Regions from separate parts of the Triticum aestivum genome. Here regions 2 and 3 are each linked to region 1. Evidence: chromatin contacts called from public Hi-C and HiCAR-type data. All regions are on one chromosome and are shown on one strand. The core of a region is the stretch at or near the end of the contact, and the rest is flanking DNA. Distances in the headings are between cores, read along the strand shown. Region 1 holds the start of LOC123128125. Region 2 holds the start of LOC123128130 (universal stress protein A-like protein). Region 3 holds the start of LOC101290593 (soluble inorganic pyrophosphatase).

Region 1 (2,618 bases), core at 88-2,587:
AAAGCCAACAATTAACTTTCATGGTTTCAGGCTGTTTTTAGTTTACATGATAACATGAGTGCCAAATTACCTTCCAGTTTCAGCAGTGCACTGGCACCAGCCGGCAACCTCTTATCCTGAAATTCAGCATTTTCGTGCATGGCTATCATAGCTCCCCTGGGAAGTGCATTTAAACAGAAATATGCCGAGGAAACTTACGTAGTAGGCGTGCCAGTAATAAACATCCCTCTTTATGTTAGCATGTATTCCCTTCAGGAACAGCTCTACGAGTTTCTGCAGGCAAAATAATAATCAAGAATGATGTTTAATCATGCGATTGTGTCTGTGGAGTTATATAGTAGTAGCATCCTTGAGGTTAAATCTGAATAACTCGTACCTGGAGAACAAGTTTAGGAGGCACGGATTCAACCAAAAGTTTTTGGAGCTTGCCTCGTACCAAAAATAACCTGCGTAATACGTTGACGCGTTAGCAAATCAGTCTGAATGTAATCGCACAGCTCAATAAAATTTTCCTGTGTTAGTAAAATAAATCAACCAATGGTGACTGATCAAAGCTGCGGCAATTCATAAAGTGAAATATTGGTGGTACTTGAAGCATAATGATAACATGTTCACAACCAAGGAGAAGGACAATGAAAACATTCATGGCTAAATTTTGTTTTACTCCAGCAGACCTTTTGGGAGAAGGATCTTCTAAAATTTCTGCTGCGAGTTCCTCAAGAACACCATCCCATCCTAGCGGTATAGCTTGTCCATCCACGAAGGGGTAGCTGATAGATCAAAGGGAAAAATGGAAGTGAAGAGCACATGCTAGGATCATCATCATAATACAAAACCGAAGGAAATAAGAAGACTTGAGAAGGGACAACGAATACTACAAAGCATACCTGTTAGCTCTGCATGCCTCCAGAGCCAATATCGCCTCCCTCATGTTGTGCGCGGATCGAGTCGCAATGGTGTAAGCCAAACTTGCGGGGAGATCGAAACTCTCCCTTTTTGATATGTGAGTGAGAACCTCCACAACCTGTTTTTTTTTTCAATTTGCAAGTCAGCTACTGCAAGCATATTTGTGAGTCAACCGTGTTTCATTTCATCCAGATAAAACGGAACCTCAATCCCGGTGGATACAGGGCACTCTCAGAGCCCCTCCGCCCGCCAGCTGTGTAGCTGCCAGGTAGGTCCCATTAACAGAAGTCGATTTGTTTTCATGTGTTGCTTCCACCAAACCCCACAGAGGCAGGGCACACTGGCACAGCACGCCCGTCGCGTGCCCTCCGCGCTAGGGTTTCTGGCGGCCGTCTGCCCATCTTCTCGCAGTCGAGGCTCCAGGCCCATGACGGAGGCCCGGGACGAAGCCCAGGAAGGGGTCCAGCCCACAAAGAGGATTAGACAGCCAGCCGAGCGCTACGCGTCTGACGACTGGGTCAAGTGAGGTTTCTCTCCTCAGAAAAAAGGGTGTAAATCCATCGGTTGAAAAATAGCCGTTGCCTTCTAATCCATCACTCGGGATCGGAAAGGCGGCCTTCATCTCGGAGCAATCCCCCATCCAATTCGCCCAAATCCGCATCAGGCTGCTCTGAGAGAGAGAGAGAGAGAGAGAGAGAGAGAGAGAGGGATGGGCAGGGCAAGAAGGGGAACGGCGGCCAAGGGCAAGAGGAGGCCGCGTGCTGCGGCGAAGGCGGCAGCCGTGGCGGGCGACGGACACGAGGAAACCAAAGATGGACCTGAGAAAGCCGCCGGCGGCGGGGGTGGCTTCTTCTGCTGCTACCTCCTCCGGTCGCTCTGCCCGCGCAGCAAGAGCCGCACCTACATCGGGTACCCCCACCCCCCGCCTCGTCTCGCATCAATCAAAAATCTCATCTTTGCTTCTTGCACCTGATTGATTGACGGTCGTGTGGCAGGTTCACGGTGAACCCGCGGCGGCGGATCCGGCAGCACAACGGCGAGCTCCGATGCGGCGCCTGGCGGACCAAGCGCGGCCGCCCCTGGGAGATGATGCTCTGCATCTACGGCTTCCCCACCAACGTCGCCGCCCTCCAGGTAATTAACCAACCCTTCTTCCCCTTGAAAGATTCGCTTCGTTGGATGGTGGGTTACGGTGGCTCCTCGGTTTTTTTTTCTTACTAAACGTGGCCGCCTCCGTTTCTTGGCCTGCAGTTCGAGTGGGCGTGGCAGCACCCTACCGAGTCGCTGGCCGTTCGCAAGGCCGCCGCCGAATTCAAGTCGCTCGGCGGCATCGGCAACAAGGTCAAGCTCGCCTACACCATGCTCAACCTCCCTTCATGGGAGAAGTAAGGCCCCTCTCTCTTTCTCCTATCTCTAGCTGCTCCATCCATGGATTCTTCTTTTCTTGGGGCCGGCCAGAGTTGACTAGTAACAGTATACTGATGTGAACGGCTGTTCTGATGCCTGTGTGTGTGTGTTGCCAGCTTGAATCTCACGGTGAACTTCTTCTCCACCAAGAATACCAAGTTCACCGCAGGCTGCCCGCCCCTCCCCTGCCACATGAAGACTGTCGTTAGCCCGATGGAGGATCTCCCGTGCTACGTCGAGGGCCTTTCGTCCGAGGATGATATTATGGAGCCTAGAGAGGATGAAGAAGAACGAGATGCGGCTGT
Region 2 (2,618 bases), core at 73-2,572, 200 kb after region 1:
GGTAGCTTTGCCGGATGAAGATGGGGGCAATGATATCCCCGTATCTTGGCAGACCCCCCAGGATGATTTGGGCCAACTGTTGTAAGCGACTGGTATGTATTATTGTTGTTGTTGTTGGAATGTTTAGCAGTGACATATCACTGCCTTTATGGACATTGTTGTTCATCTTCGCCTGCTCTCCCCAGAAATTCTTGAGTGTTTTTTCTCCTGCTAGCTACTGCGATTGGCGGCTGTCAGCATTCTCATGCCACCGCGTTTTCTAGGATCTGTGTCGAACTTGGGAGGGTTTGTGCTGAATCGGTCTGAGATCTTACTGCAAAACGTTGTAGTCAGAAACGTATGAAGACCTGAAAATCGATGCGTTCTTCAAGGGCAAAATATATTGTTTGAAATGCTACAAGTGTAAACTGATTACAGATTTAAAAGGACGTAACTTTTGATAAATACATTTTCGGTCAGAGGAAGTAGTGCCCATAATCTCAGCCTCCAATCATTTCTTTTTCTGTGGCATGTGTCCCACGCGTAGTTTGATTATAGTTCCCAGAAATTCCCTTTTTTTCAGGGTAAGTCCCCAGATATTCCGACTAGAGTAGATTATCTTGCATATCTGCTTCCCTGGACCTTGCATATCTGCATATCTTGATGATCTACGCTGCCTGAGGGCCAGAGAAGAATGTTTTTCTTTGAAGGCACCTTGAAGAGTGAGAAAGTGATAATAACAGTAGAAGCATCCAAGAGTTCATTTAACCATTATACGTACTCCCTCCGTTCGGAATTACTTGTCTCAGAAGTGGATGTATCTAGATGTATTTTAGTTTTAGATACATCCATTTTCGAGACAAGTAATTCCGAACAGAGGGAGTATATGCCAGCAGATAAACCTCGAACCAGATTGCTTTTCTTGGGTAATCGTGGGTTCCCTCGCCCGCGGAGAAGCACCGCAGCAGCCAACTCCGTCATTGTCCATGTCATATACACACCGCCTTCGTCCTCGCTTGCGTTGCGTGGCGTGGTGATCCCCGCCGAATCTTCTTGGCCTTCTAGAAGGTGCGGGCGTCCTCTGAAAAAGAAAAAGAAAGAGGAAAATGTGTGAGCACTGGGAGATTGAAACCCGCGGCGTACGGATGGGCCCTGGGCCCCTGGCCGCCTATTTCTTCCCCCCTCTTCCCCACTTCACGTGGCCCTTTGACCGTATCTGGCCGTAGCACCACTCCGCCTACATGGAGGAGGAGGAGGAGGAGGAGGAGGAGGAGAAGGACCAGCCAGCGACCACGGTAAATGGATGGATCCATGATGAAATCCAGATTTACTGCTTGACCTCTGAATTTACATGGCGAGAAACGCATGACGAAGATGCACGAAATGAACTAGGACGAGGGAGGAGGTGTAGTCGGCGAGGCGACCGCGCCAGCACGATACCCCGGCACCGGCAGACCGAGCTTAACGCCGTCGTCACCGGCCAACATAAATATACTACGAGCACCACGGTTAACGTTTTGCTGCTACTAGTACTTACTTCAGCTGCTAGCAGAACGACGTACGTACGTAGTGAGTGCGGCAAAAGCAATCGAAAAGGGGTAGGTGGAGGCGAGCGAGCGGGCGGGCGGCGTTGGGTTTCGCCGTCGGCGGTAGCGGTACCGACCACCGAGCGGAGGCGATGGAGACGGTGGAGGAGGACGTGGAGGAGTACAGCTGGAGGGAGGTGGTGCTGCCGCGCCTCATCCCGGTGGTGCCCCACGCCGCGCCGGAGCTCGAGCGCGAGACCGGGGAGCGCCGCCGCGGCAGGGACCTGCTCGTCGCCGTCGACTTCGGCCCCAACTCCAGGCACGCCTTCCGCTGGGCGCTCGCCCACCTCGCGCGCATCGCCGACACCCTCCACCTCGTCCACGCCGTCTCCAGTTGAGTCCCCGAATCGCGCGCTTCTCTAGGGTTGCTCGATTTTTTTATTTACTAATGTTATAACAAAACACAGTACAGTATACTAGTAATTTTTAGGGCGGTCCAGCCACCGAACTGTGGCACATTTTAGTTTGGGTTGGAATACGATCGTCTCTTTATAGCAGTGATGAGGCACCATCCTTGGATTAACATTTTGTGCCCCACGACCTCATCAACTTGAATGTTGCCAGGAAAGAAAGAAGGGTCAATTGGCGCATATATCATGCCCTCACGACCCCACCTAGATAGAGGAACCGCAATCAGGAAAGTTGTTGGCTGGTATCCTGGTTATCATGGATCCATGTTGCTAGAATGATGGGAATGCCATGATAGCATAGGAGGGTTGGTTTCAGTCTTAAATAAAACCAGGGGAATTTGGTTGTATTCTGAATTAGTGTGAGATCATCCAAGCATCTGAACATGCAGGATATCGGTCCACATTTTGTAATCAACTGAGAATGGGGCTGAATGTGATTCGATTTTCTGCAGGTGTGCAAAATGATCTGGTATACAACAAGAGCCAGGAACTGATGGATGAGTTGGCCGTCGAGGCATTCAAGGAGTCACTGGTATGCCCTGTTACCACCCCTGTGTCTCTGCGTGTGTGGTTTCGTGCTGCAAATGAGCACTTTGCGCACCGGATTCATTAGCGTACCTCACGTTCTTTTGCGACGCAAGCT
Region 3 (2,618 bases), core at 74-2,573, 190 kb before region 1:
CTATCAGTAAACAATATTAACAAGTAACATTAATTTAACAGACAGACAGGACCTAGGCTAATAATCTATGCGAGGACTGGACAGGACTGTAGTGTGCTACTACTACTAGTCAAAGCTAGCATGATCTTCGGAAGCAAAATAAAATAAATCGGAAGATGACATCACCATCACGTCCTAAATACTAACTGAACATCAGCCGAGATTTAGAGCCTTCCCCTGAAGCATCAGCCGAGATTAAGAGCCTTTCCCTGAAGAACAACTACCGCATGGTCCAACTCGGGTTCTCTTCTCTAGAAATAGTAACAGAATCATCCAGGAGCATAGGCGAGACAAAGCACAAATGCGGGTAAAAAAAAACTTTATCTAAGAGGGGAAACAGCCGCCGCAACCGCAACGAACAGATTTGGAGAGCAGCGACGCATGCTGCTACAAGTTTGGCAAACTCGAGGAAAGAGAAGTTGCTCAAAAAGGACGAGAAGGAACACCACGGAAGGAGCAAAATATCCGCGCCTCTGCAGCCGCGAAACAGATCGGACTAAATCCAGAGAACAGATTAAAAAAATCGAAAAAAAGCACCGCCGGGTTCTCGCCGTCGTCGTCGTCCTATTCGAAACCCAGGGGAGATTTGAGCACTTGAATCGCGGTGGAATGAGCGTTCAAGACCACCAAAATGCACAGGAGCGTACAGAGAGAGAGAGAGATGGAGGAGCAGGTGAACAGAGGGGGAAATTTTACCCTGCGGAGCAAAAAGGGAAGAAGCAGACGAGAAAGAGGCGACGAACCATACCACAATCGACCAATCGCGAAACGCACCACCATCCCTCACACGAATCAGAGCAGAAGGATCCCACCGAACCCACCGAACCAGAGAGCCCGTAACCGGAGAAAAAATAAGCAGAAGCACGGACTGCAAGCGACAGGAACCAGGAAATGCGCACACTCGTACAGTACAGTACAGTGGCACCGCGCCGCGACTCAACAAAGCGGAACCGACGAGAGCGGGCGGCGCAGCAACCGGTCCGGCCACCGGAAACGGAACCGGCGGCGAGGAAGGGAGGGGGAGAGGGGAGGGGTCCCTCACCGGCGGGGTTGATCTCGCGCGACGGCAGCGGAGGCGAGGGCGAGGGAGCAGCAGCAGGCGCGCAGCGCAGGACCCGATGCCGCGATATTAACTTTGAGGCGTGGCCTTCCTTTCTGGCGACGCGAAAAGATATACGGGGGGAAAGCGTCGTGGGCCTGGCAGGCGTACGGGGCCGGTAGCTCGGGCTTCCGGGGCCGTCGGATCGCGGGGTGGACGGCCGGGAGGTGGCCACGCGGGGGATAACGCTTTAGTGGAAGCAGGAGTGGGTTGGAAGCCGCGGTTGGGGGGCCGAGCCGCACCGGATTCCCTCGCACCACCCACGAGACGAGAGCATATACTGGGAATCGGGACCCCGGGGTCCGTGGACCTCGTCCACGGTCGACCTTTGGCAGGGAGCGTCGCCTCCGTACGGGTGCCGCGGCTTCTGTCGCGCATGGACCAGGTTCTTCCTCCGTTTGTAGGTTCGAGACCGGTTTCGATTTCAGCTGTTTGGTTGCCAAAAATAAAATCTGCAGAGTATAGAGAGAATTAGCTAAAGTAAGCTCTACATTACCTTTTGTTCGGCATTTTCGTAAATTGGTTCGATGTTTAGGTACGGTATCGTTTTGGAGGAGTTTGTTTTGATGGCTAATGAAAGTGGCTTTCGTTTGGTAGAGTAGAGAGAACATGTCCATCAGGGTGAAAGGATGGACGCGGTGCTTCCTAGTTCGGGAGATGTGCTACGTGCCTACTCCGGCCGGGTATGGTACCACCTTTCGCGAAAAAATAAAGAAAAAAGTTATGGTATGACCGTCAAAGGAGCAGACTCTGTGCGATGCACAGCTTTGCGGCCGCTGACAAATACAGAAACAAAAGAGAATCCGGTAGAAAGAAATATGTTACGAACGTTAGGAGCACATTGGTTTTAAATCCTAAAATTAACATTCATGCTCCCATTTTTTCCGATTTATTTCTGATTTTTCAGCGACATTCGTTTAGTGGGAAGAGATGTTTCTGTCAACTACAAGGCGTCTATAATGACTTCGTCTCTTGAAGTGTGTGTGTTCATAGGGATGACTGTATGCTTGTCTATGTGGCCAATTTCTAAAAATGTGTTTATTTGTATTAAATGACCCTTATGAATTTATTTATCCATGTACGAAATGAAGGAAATATGCTCTAGAGACAATAATGAAGTTGTTATTTATATTTCCTTATATCATGATAAATGTTTATTATTCATGCTAGAATTGTATTAACCGGAAACTTAGTACATGTGTGAATACATGGACAAACAGAGTGTCCCTAGTATGCGTCTACTTGACTAGCTTGTTAATCAAAGATGATTACGTTTCCTAGCCATGAACATGTGTTGTCATTTGATGAATGGGATCACATCATTAGAGAATGATGTGATGGACAAGACCCATCCGTTAGCTTAGCACTATGATCGTTTAGTTTATTGCTATTGCTTTCTTCACGACTTATACATGTTCCTATGACTATGAGATTATGCAACTCCCGAATACCGGAGGAACACTTTGTGTGCTATTAAACG

The links. A called contact is a pair of places that touch in the nucleus more often than the background predicts. HiCAR-type assays count read pairs that join an accessible place to other places.
Region 2: a contact with region 1 is called in a Hi-C map of leaf, with 5 times the contacts expected there. The contact joins the promoter of LOC123128130 here to the promoter of LOC123128125 in region 1. A contact is called at or near these places in 3 of 5 Hi-C or Micro-C datasets (all in leaf).
Region 3: a HiCAR-type map of leaf shows a contact between it and region 1, with 4 times the contacts expected there. The contact joins the promoter of LOC101290593 here to the promoter of LOC123128125 in region 1. A contact is called at or near these places in 2 of 5 Hi-C or Micro-C datasets (both in leaf) and 1 of 1 datasets of contacts at active chromatin or transcription factors (leaf).

The regions. Positions count from the first base shown.
Region 1 is chr6A:501,501,245-501,503,862 of IWGSC CS RefSeq v2.1, forward strand. It overlaps LOC123128125, which reads left to right and starts at 1,338. Exons shown (of 4, transcript XM_044548057.1): 1 at 1,338-1,815; 2 at 1,902-2,040; 3 at 2,158-2,291; 4 at 2,430-2,618. The coding sequence starts at 1,616. It overlaps LOC123128124, which reads right to left. Exons shown (of 12, transcript XM_044548056.1): 7 at 888-1,024; 8 at 675-770; 9 at 377-446; 10 at 199-273; 11 at 71-116.
Region 2 is chr6A:501,702,480-501,705,097 of IWGSC CS RefSeq v2.1, forward strand. LOC123128130 (universal stress protein A-like protein) reads left to right here and starts at 1,323. Exons shown (of 5, transcript XM_044548063.1): 1 at 1,323-1,898; 2 at 2,428-2,507. The coding sequence starts at 1,658. LOC123128128 (tubby-like F-box protein 5) reads left to right here. Exons shown (of 4, transcript XM_044548060.1): 4 at 1-169.
Region 3 is chr6A:501,315,735-501,318,352 of IWGSC CS RefSeq v2.1, forward strand. It overlaps LOC101290593 (soluble inorganic pyrophosphatase), which reads right to left and starts at 1,324. Exons shown (of 9, transcript XM_044548054.1): 1 at 1,082-1,324.